3 separate regions of the Zea mays genome follow, and all the other regions are linked to region 1. The links are chromatin contacts, called in public Hi-C maps. All regions are on one chromosome and are shown on one strand. The core of a region is the stretch at or near the end of the contact, and the rest is flanking DNA. Distances in the headings are between cores, read along the strand shown.

Region 1 (3,425 bases), core at 235-2,734:
AAAATCTCTATCACAGTGGGCAAATTAATCAACAACCGAAGGAAACTACTTGACATGTCTAGCTCCGAAACCTGTGAAAAAAAATGGTCCACATCTGGAGTGTCGCAAGCAAGTAGAGCTTTGCCCAGACAGATTGAGTTTTGCCCAGCACTCCAGCATCCATGCCTTAAAAGGTTATAGTTAGAAAGGGGGAGGATTGCTAAGCCCTTGCCAGTTAGCCACATAGAGAGAAGGCCTTATTATTAGATCATGCCATTTCTTTTCTTACAAAATTAACAAAGTGCAAAGCATTACTATGGCCACGAGGAACAGATAGCTACGAAATGAAACTGTCGCAATTATCATGGAAAAAAGCCACACATTTCCTTATCCATTTTGTTTGGTAGCGCCACATAGAAACAAAACTTCATGTCACGATTTGCATAGTTATCTCAACACATGTGGCGAATAGAAAAGGAGAAAGAGAAAAATAAACACAAGATTCTTAACCATAATAAGATATAATTTGTGTCGGGCATTTGCATAGTCACATGCTTATCCCATGGGGAACGTTAAAGGTTTGCTTGCACGGCAGGACCATTCCTGATTCCCTAGATGGTAGTTAGATGACGGCGATAGGAGCCGAGGCCCAACTGCCCAGTGATGTATTGGCCGTGTTGTTTATGTGATCTGTCATGGATGTCCTACTATGATTCAAGGATTTAGGACATGCGCAGAACTGCCAGCAATGAAAAGTCGAAGAAAGAGATATTGACTTCGAGGGGGAGAAATGTAGTCCACTATGAGAAAAGAGATACCCAATGTCTCTGGAGAAAAAGATCTGAGGTAAACACGTCTAACTTGCAACCATGATTTGCAATAGAGAAATCCGATTGACATCCCACCCTTTCTCGGTGCAGGATGGGACCTGCAGCAGCAAAAGCGCAAAGCTTCGATGTCACCGCCATCCACCTACCCTCCATCGCCCAAACTGTCTCTGTCTCTGTAACGCGAATTTTATTTTACACAACAGCAAAGTGAAAAACTGGAGTAGGGGGTTCGCTTGCCTCAGCAACCGTCGCGTAGCTTGCGCGCCTCGGCGCTGGAACGGGGAATCTGGAGGCGGGCACGCATCTCCCAAGCAATCTCGCGTGGCCTCGCGTAGCGTGCGAGGAGACACGCAGAGAGGGAGGGAGAGAGAAAGAGAGCCTTGACCCCGCCGTCCTCGTCCTGTCGTCCTGATAGCTGATGCAGTGATGCTGATCAGCTGATGCGTGCGGAGCTCGCTCGTGGAGCCGAGGCCCTAGCCTGTAGCCTCTCACGGCGGTAGAACGAGCACCCATGGGCCTCACTGGATCACCTAAGCGTCTTCCAGGCCCATCTGTGCCTCACCTGAGGCCTGTCTCATTTAGTGACGAGGCCCAACCCACCAGCGTCAGAATACAAGAGCGCGTTATCCTCTCTCTTCCGGTTCCGGGCAACTCGAAGAAGCCGCGTGCGTTATCCTTTGAGCAGTTTGGGCGCTGAGCAAGTCCAGTGAGAGAGGGAGAGCGGCGAGAGGATGGCTGGGATGGCATCGCTGCAGGGCGCCATGGCGTCGCTCTCCATCTCCGCGCTAGGCGCGGCGACGGCGAGCAGCAGCAGCTTCTGGGGCAACCGGCTCGCCACCTACTCCGCGCCGCAGCCTGGGGTCTGTTCCTGCTTCCCAATTCCGTTCCGTTCTGCTGATGGTTTGGTAGATAATAAGTAGCTGTTCTGGTGAAAGATTTTACTCTGGAGTTTCTGGATAGCGTTGCAAAGCGCGGTCGGATGGAATTGTTCTAGGGACATTCGAGCTTGCATTACGGTTTTGGAGCTAGTCTGTATGGATTGGATGCAATGAAATGGAAAATTACCTTTGCATTGTTATTAATTGTGCATTTTCAAGGATGACAAACCAGGCTTCTAATATGACTATGTTTAGGGGTGTTTGACATCACTCTAGAGCAAAACTTTAAGGAAGACCTGGACAAAGTCAACTAAACACCCTAATTCTAGAGTTGCAAACTCTATAGAGTTTTGAGAGTTGTAGTATAATTTTTTGGAGTACATTTTTTGCTACTTTGAAAAATCCTTCAAAAACAATCAAGACACATCCAATGCACTGGTTATGAGAAAGCAATCTACACTTCGGAGCAGATATACTTCACCCAAAGTTTTGGAGTAGAACTATGCCAAACTCGCCCTTATTAGATTTCATATTACATTAAGTTTCTATTTGCTCCACGACACACACTAAATTTAGACCGTGTCCATATTGAATTTCGTCTACCTTCTTTTTTTATTTTTATCTTGCATGGAAGCTTAAATGGTAAGATTTGAGTGCGCCAAATAGATTAACTGATTGGGATTAATTTAAGTAAGAGAATTTCCTTTGTCATTGGTAATCCGGTATTGTCCTTTTTGCATATACAACTATGCACATGTTTGCCTTTTAGTGCTAATAGAGAGTATGCTGTGTTTCATGTGGTAAAATTTGTTCGAGTACTCTTTATTTAGTTTGTTAACTGAGGAAATTATGTTGCTTTTGAAGCGGTCAAAATGTCAACTGAAGAAATTATGTTGCCCTCAATGTGCCACTGATTTTGTTTATATATATTTATGCCTGAATTACCCCACATCACACAATACATATGACTAACTGGAAACAAAATTTGGCGCCAAATAGTGTATTATGAGCATAATGATGTTTGTATTTGAACCCTGCTTTCTTTTCTGTGTCATCTTTATTATGCCTTACCTGTATGTACTTGTGCCTGGAAAATTCCCAACTGATAAGAATCGGATGAGGATAAACCTTTCTGTTAAGAAGCAAAAGCAAGTAAAGAATAGATAGTGAGGTCAAGTAATCACTGTTGAAGGAAGTGATAGAACCACTGTATTTTAAGGGATATCGTATTACTCAAACATAAAGAGGAGCCCTGGATCCTGTAGTGTCTTGATCAGATCAACATGAATCGTAACCACTGTGTTTGAGTCATGCCATATCTCAGAAGCATCTGATTAGTGTCTCTTTGATTTGAAATGGAATCTTATGTCTTTAGGATGTGAAGTTCTGACAAGCTGTTTAATATGTTCAATATGCAGGTAAGGTTTATGGTCAAGATATGCCCAATTGAAATGAGAGTGAGTAAAAAAAATCTTTAGTCCAAATATTTGATACCTTTTTTATCCAATAATGTGAAATGTCCTAAAACTTCACTTTCCACTGCAGCTTAAGAGATGGGAGCGAAAGAAGTGTAAACCAAACAGTCTTCCTGTGCTGCACAAGATGCATGTTAGGATCGGGGACACGGTACAGGTTATTGCAGGCCGTGAGAAAGGAAAGGTTGGAGAAGTCACACGCCTTTTCAAGCACAACAGCACGGTGATCGTGAAGGACCTGAACTTGAAGTCGAAGCACAAGA
Region 2 (3,425 bases), core at 293-2,792, 230 kb before region 1:
TCTGCAACCTTGGCAAGTGATTCAGGAGACAACTCGTCGTTAGACGGCTCAGTGAGCTTTGCTCCCATCTCCTCCCTGTGGCTTGCAGCACGAGCGGATCCTGAGAGGGGCTGCTTGCATAGCTTCCCTTGTGTCACAGGAGCAGCTATCAGGGACGAGCCGGGCGTGAGGCTGTAGCGGCTCGGGACAATTCTGACCTTGGAGCTCCCCGCCGGCCTCTTCCCAGTAGATACATTCCTGTTATGATCGGCCACCGCGCATTTGAGCGTGAGCACATCAGCCACGTTGTTATCTCCGAGTGTCGCGTTCCCACCCCTTGCCTCTGTAGCCTTGGCGTTGCCTGCTCTTGTCTCGGTAGCCTTGGAAGTGGACTGCCTCCTTAACCTGCTGGGACTCATGCTCCCGCTCCTCGCCTTGGCCCTGCTTGCTACGGTGCTTTGCTTGGCATCCAGTGGGTGCTTGGCATTGCTGGACGGCCACGGTCTGGCGGGGACGGCGTGCTGCTTGGAACGCTGGCCTTCCTCTCGGACGGCACCGAGCTTGTTGGAGAGTGGCTTGACCCGCGCTGCCGCCACCGTCGCCCCGGGCTTGCTGCCGACGCCGTGGTGGATCTCCAAAGGGCCGAGGCTGACGCCCCTGCGCCGCTGCACGGGGGGCTCCTTGATCGGCCTCAGGGTCGGCCACGCGCCGCCGCCCTCGCCCTGAATCTTCCTCTGCGGCGCGGCGGAGGGGACCCTAGGGTTCGCGGCAACGGTGTCGAGCGGCGCGAGGCTGAAGCCCCTCCCTCGCGCCGCCGCCGGGGCCTGCTTGATCGGCTTCAACCCCTGCGCGGCGCGCGGCGGCTGCTGCTTGTCAGTGGTGAGCAGGTTGGGGTTGACGGCAGCGACGATGTCGAGCGGTCCCAGGCTGCGCCCCCGCGGCCGCGGGCGCGCTGCCGCCGCCTTCGTTTCGGGCGCGGGTGCGACCTCTGCGCACTTAGGCGGCTGCAGCTGCTGGGAGGTGCGGAGGTGGTGGAGGCGGGAGGACAAGCGCAGGATCTCCGCCTCGATGTGGCCGATCTCCGCCTCAACGTCGGGCTCGGGCCGGAGGTTCTCCTTGTCCCCCTCGCCCTCGCGGGCGCTCGCGGGCGCCGGGGAATGGGCGTGACACACGGAGGATGAGGCGGCGGCGTTGTCGCAGGCGGCGTTGCTCCAGACGTGCACCAGCTGGATGAGCGGGTCCTCCTCCATCGCCCCGGCCAACTGAGACGCCCCTGTACCGTTCCCGTCGAGAGAGGATCGGCTCAAGCAGAGAAGATCAGGGGAGAAGCGAACCAGCAGGAACAGAGCCACGGACGAATCCGACCGGCCAACTGAAACTCGAAACCAGACTGACGGATACCTGGACCAGACGAACGATCGATCGACGGCTGAGCGGAGGCCGGGAACGGATGTATTCCTGCTTCCCCTTGCGCACTCGCGGAGGCCGGGAACGGATGTATTCCTGCTTCCCCTTGCGCACTCGCGTGGTCTTGAGGCGGGATTCGTTGTTTCTTCGAAAATTGCGGTGCGGGGAAAGAGGAAGAGGGTTTAAGAGGCCGGTGGTGTCAGTACTCGACCGTTGGGCTCGGGAGCGGAAGGGGAGCGCCGCCGCGCGCCTGTATTATTGCGAGTGGATTTTTTTTTGAGAAAGAAAAGGTGAAAATACATTCGCTGACAGTAGGGCCACGCTGCATGTACTACTCCTCGGTAAAGGTAGGAGGACCGTGGGAGTATATAGCCAATAAGCACGAGTCCCGCGAGCCCGGCACGAAGTCCGCTTTTTGGGTCCGGTCCGAGCCTGGCCTGCTTTTCGTGCCGTGCCAGGCTTAGACAGGAAACTAGGCACGGCGGGTTAGTCCGGCACGGCCCATTTACCTCTAAGCCTGTTAAGCCCGTTTTTTTACACTAAAATGTGCTTACCGACCCGTTTAGGCCCGCTGCAGTCCGGGCTTGACAAGAAATTGAGCCCGCGGGCTCAGCAGGCCCGGCCCGGTTTTTAGCCGGGCTTCACCGGGGCCGGGCCGGGCGGCCCGTTTGACCATCTCTACGTGGGAGGATCGGGTGGGGGAGGCAGACGTTGCAGTTGCAGTGCGCGTCTTCTACCGAACCCCATCGGAAAATGTCGTTCCATCTCGAAGATTTTAAATTCGAAGATGATTCTACACCTGCAAAATCCATACATTTTCTCTACTGCAGCTTAATTCAGTTCAGAGAGGCTGCTCGTTTGGCGCAAGCAGATACGAACAAATATGGGACTTCGTTCGTGTCGCGTCCTACCTACGCTTCCGCATCGACCGAGGCATAAAAGAAATTGCGTTCGTTCGAGTTTAACCGGCTAGCGCCGTAGGCTGCACGGATGGTGCCGATTGTTGGGACTCGTGGTGGGCATCGGATCCTATTCCTAGCATTGACACCGACTACAGGAGTTGGAGGTTTCGGCCCTGTGTCCATGAGAAAAAAGCTGCCGCACATCAAATGTTAGCTATACGCCTATACCGCCGTGGAGGTGGAGTGGAGTACAGGTGGGAAGAAGACGAATTCGGTTTTTCCGGGACGTTATGGGGTTCCCAGCGTTGGCGCGCTCCGTTGCTGCGGCTGCTTGCCGATAGCCGGCTGGGCTATACCGTTGCTGCGGCATCGCAATAGCGCATGTCCCGCGCCCCCGGCCCCCGCGGCCGCGCGCCTGCCGGTTGCGCACGTTCAGCCGGCGCCCACCACATCTGGCATACAGCAGGCAGCAGGTTTCCGGGCTTCAAGCCAGTTCAGCTGCCTGGTGTACGTTGTCTGATCTTGGTATATGTCTTTTTAAAGCAACTCCAATAATTCTCTAGAAAAAACCTTCCTAAACTTATATTTAGCAAGTTGCTAATTAGCTATTAGAAATAAAAAAAATAGCCTGGTCTCCAACAGTTCTTCATATTTAGACAATATTTGTGCCACGTGTATCGGACTTGGTTTGTCTCGCTGCATGGAAAATATATATAAAAAAAGAGCATGCTGAATCTAGCAACTTCGCTGTGCTGGCAAGAGAAAAAAAATAAACCATAGTCACAAAGTTACCGGATCGATAGGGTCGAGGAACGGGATACGCTACCCGTGAGAGATTTTTACATTGTGAAAACAAAAATGATCCCGCGTACCCGTGCCGGGGATGACGTTTCTGGGTCGAGTGTCGCTACCATTGTAGCTATTTCTTGTGACTATGAAATAAACATGTAGGTGTGCAGAAATCAATGACAACTGCGTTTAGGGAGTTGCTATCAAGTTGCCAAATATGGGGAGTAAATGAGGTTAAATAGCAAGTAACTAAAATTTAGCAAGACCATTTGAAGAACTATTGGAGAAGCGTTTTTTTGTTCACTCTGAAGACCATTTGAAGATCATTTATAGAACTATTGGAGTTGA
Region 3 (3,425 bases), core at 455-2,954, 130 kb before region 1:
ACGCGCGGACGGTCCGGACATGTGCAGATCGGCTGTTTTGCTGCCGATTTGCGGTTGCTCAGGGTACGTGTCCATCGGCATCCCATAAAGGGGTTGTGACTGGTCGTGACAACCTACAGCCGATGTATTACGCGTATTATCCCCTAATTCTACTTCGTGTGATGGGAAATTTGCAATGCTAGATTTGTCAAATGCACGCGCTAATCTCCTATAGTCGTTTTGCATATCCCCTATGATATTTTGCATTTTCTCACGCTGTTCATCTACATAATTCTTAAGAGATTGCAGCTCGTTTGTATTACTTACATTGGGGATGTCTGGCGTGGGTCGCAGTGAAGCCGGATCCGTCGCCCGATGTCGGACGACTTTGTTGTTCCTGTCCACTTTGAAGTTGGCCAAGAACCTCGCTTTTGCCTCCTGGATCATCTGCTCCTTGTGCTCCTCAAACTGGAGCTGTTCGTCAGCCGGTAATGTGTCCCAAGTCGGCTCTATGATGTTACTTGGGGAAATATCAGAGCTATCCCTTGAACCGGCCATTGAGGGCCGATTTGATGACTCTGTATTTGTGTTCCCCAGCGGAGTCGCCAAAAAGTATGTTGACGCTTTTTCGGAGCACCAAATACTCAAGAAGAACCGGCGACGGTACTCTCTGGTCAGGCGCGAACGGTCCGCGGCCTGGGGCCGGACGGTCCGCGACCTGGCGCAGGGGCTAGGTTTTCCTGCCTCACGTCCGGACGGTCCGCGCCCTGGGGCCGGACGGTCCGCGCGTGCGCAGGGGCGGCGGAAGATCGCCGGCGGTGCCTGGATCTCGCTCCCGGGAGGGACCCCGTCGGGGAGGAGAGATCCTAGGGGTTGTCTAGGCTCGGGCCGGCCGACCTAGACTCCTCTAATCGGCGTAGAGTCGAAGAGAGGCGAAGAATTTGGGGATCGAGAGGCTAAACTAGAACTAGACTAGAACTACTCCTAATTGTACTGGAAATAAATGCGAATAGAAGTTGTATTGATTCGATTGATAATTACAAATCGGTCGTAGACCTCTCTTTATATAGAGGAGGGGGGCTGGACCCTTTACACGACTGGATTCCGGGTTAATTCCGCAAATCTAGCCAACAAACATAGCACAAAACTCGGAACCCTAAACTGCTCGGCGCATGCGCGGACCGTCCGGCCCACAGGCGCGGACTGTCCGGACCGCGGACCGTCCGGCCTCAGGGCCGGACCGTCCGCCCGCTCAAAATGGTGCTCAACAAAGAGCAAATCATCACATAGTAGATCAAAAGCAAAATCAGGAGTTCAGGACAGGGCAGCATCCTCAGCTGATGAGCAGCAGAACAATATTGCTATCGTGATGTTTGCAGACTATTCCAGTCCATAAAACAAAATGCTTTTTCCAATGTTCGTCATCAAGGTTAAACATGGGATCACCATGACCGGAGGCAGCCTCCATCGATCTACAAAGCAACATCAAGAACCACACCAAGGCTTAACGGCGACTGACCGTCACTGCGAGGCCGATGTGGATGACGGTGATGCGCCGGCGCTGCTGCTGCTTTCAGTGGACCGGGAGTAGAGGACTTCTTCGCGTTGCCCACGTGCACGCAGGTCAGCTTCACGACATTTCTCCCCGTCATCCATTTCAGTAGGATCTTCATGTGCGTCTTGCTGTTCAGGCCAGCGATGCCAGCATCCTGTGGTACAAATACGCCAGGGTCAGTGTACAGCTCATGGTCGAGTGGTGCCGCGACATCGGCGTCGGCAAGGGCGTCTTCAAGGTCTGGATGCACAACAACAAGCACAACTTCCCGGGCGGGCACAGCGCCCGCCGCAGCGCCTCCTCGCCCGCCCCCGCCGCCGCGTCGCTCCAAACCCCAGCCGACGGCGCCGGCGCTGCTGCAGCACCGTCATTCAACCCATCCAGGATCACCCCTCCCCCTCCCGTCCTCACCTTGTCCCCGACGGCCGCCACCGGCTTCAACATCAACGTCGCCGCCTCCTCGGCGCCCACCGTCGCCACCGACTACACCACGGACAAGGAGGCGCTGCCGCTGTGCGCCATGCCTAGAAATCCAAGCTTCGCCCCTGTGCACCGTGCCTAGAAATCCAAGCTTCGACAGAGGAGGAGGGAGGAAGGAAATGGCGCTGCGTGCGAGAGGAAGACAGAGAAGGAGGAGAAATGGGAAACAGACGGCATGCGTTGAGCCTGAGACCGTAAGGTAGAATCGGCACAAGGATTCACGGACTCACCTGTCAGGTGCCCTAAAATTACTCGTGATCTCTTTTGACGAGCGCGCAGACTCGAAGGATCCTTTTTAACGAGGTCAGTTTGAAGCGGTGTATTTTGCAGAGCAATAAATACGAGCGACCCATTTTACCAAATTTCTTCAATCTAAGGGCCAGAAGCCACAAAACTAGAAAAAATTATAAGGGCTAAAATCATCTCCTTATTTAATTTTGAACAAGTAGGAGAAGCCAGTGGAATAGCAGAACCAGCAACTCAACGGAGATATGGGCCAAGGGATCGATCGCCTTTAGCCTATTTTAGTTCGCGACCTGACCGTGATCTTCACTTTTGGGCTGGTATCTAAATTTGGCCGGCCCAACACGTTAGCGATGCACCTGCAATTCAGTGTATTTATATCCATCCATGCACAGAGCTTCTTTACTCGTCATGGAACCAACAACGTGTTCAGGATTGCTGTGGTCGCAACTAGAAGCATTTTTTTTCCAGAAAACAAACGGCAGAAGTGTCCTGAAATTCAATCGGTACGGTGCCGGTAAGAATGCACGAGCGTGTGTGTTCATAGGTGCACATGGTTAGACTCGATCGAACACGTCCCACGCTTGCATCCTCGTGGGCTAAAAGCAGACAATGAGCACACATGTCCTCTTGCGACAACTACTAGCACTACAGTACAGGAAAGCCAAAAATTATCGTCAAAGTTTACATTGTTTTTATGTTTCCTGAAAATCCATTTTTACTTGTGGTTTTTTTGCCCACCCGTTAGTAAATTCGATTTTCGCAGACGGTTCTCAGTTACCCATTATCGGCGTTTCGACTCTGGGGTCCCTGGACCGACGAGTAAAATTACCGTTGCGTATCCTAGACCAGATGGGTTGGCGCGAGATGGAACACAAGGGGGAAGAACGCGGCTCGTGTTATCCTGCACCACGGGGTGCGCTTGCAGTAGTGGTTACAAGCGTTCGCGAGGGAGAGAGAGCGAGTCTGTTCGTCAGCCCATCCTCTCGCGCGACGACCCTCTCGCATGAGGGCACTAGACCTTCCTTTTATAGATGCAAGGAGAGGGTCCAGTTGTACAACGGGGGTGTAGCTATGCGCTAACGTGTCCGGCAGAGAGGTGCTAGAGCCCTATGTACATGCCAACGTGGCTGTCGAGAGGTGCTAAAGCCCTGTGTACGCGGTGTCA

What was found. A called contact is a pair of places that touch in the nucleus more often than the background predicts.
Region 2: a contact with region 1 is called in a Hi-C map of tassel, with 2.9 times the contacts expected there. The contact joins the promoter of LOC100381851 here to the promoter of LOC100273201 in region 1. A contact is called at or near these places in 8 of 25 Hi-C or Micro-C datasets (bundle sheath, ear, endosperm and 4 more).
Region 3: a contact with region 1 is called in a Hi-C map of leaf, with 7 times the contacts expected there. The contact joins the promoter of LOC103626326 here to the promoter of LOC100273201 in region 1. A contact is called at or near these places in 9 of 25 Hi-C or Micro-C datasets (bundle sheath, ear, endosperm and 2 more).

The regions. Positions count from the first base shown.
Region 1 is chr5:50,136,507-50,139,931 of Zm-B73-REFERENCE-NAM-5.0, reverse strand. LOC100273201 (50S ribosomal protein L24, chloroplastic-like) reads left to right here and starts at 1,484. Exons shown (of 4, transcript NM_001147644.1): 1 at 1,484-1,669; 2 at 3,106-3,144; 3 at 3,233-3,425. The coding sequence starts at 1,541. It overlaps LOC100279909 (Putative beta-glucosidase 41), which reads right to left and starts at 1,165. Exons shown (of 15, transcript NM_001152861.1): 1 at 1,047-1,165; 2 at 1-7.
Region 2 is chr5:50,369,611-50,373,035 of Zm-B73-REFERENCE-NAM-5.0, reverse strand. LOC100381851 reads right to left here and starts at 1,542. Exons shown (of 2, transcript NM_001356968.1): 1 at 1,381-1,542; 2 at 1-1,252. The coding sequence starts at 1,229.
Region 3 is chr5:50,269,820-50,273,244 of Zm-B73-REFERENCE-NAM-5.0, reverse strand. LOC103626326 (zinc-finger homeodomain protein 9-like) reads left to right here and starts at 1,704. Exons shown (of 1, transcript XM_008646723.4): 1 at 1,704-2,120. The coding sequence starts at 1,725. The coding sequence ends at 2,096. LOC103626327 reads right to left here and starts at 2,231. Exons shown (of 2, transcript XM_008646724.2): 1 at 1,946-2,231; 2 at 1,250-1,688. The coding sequence starts at 1,978. The coding sequence ends at 1,452.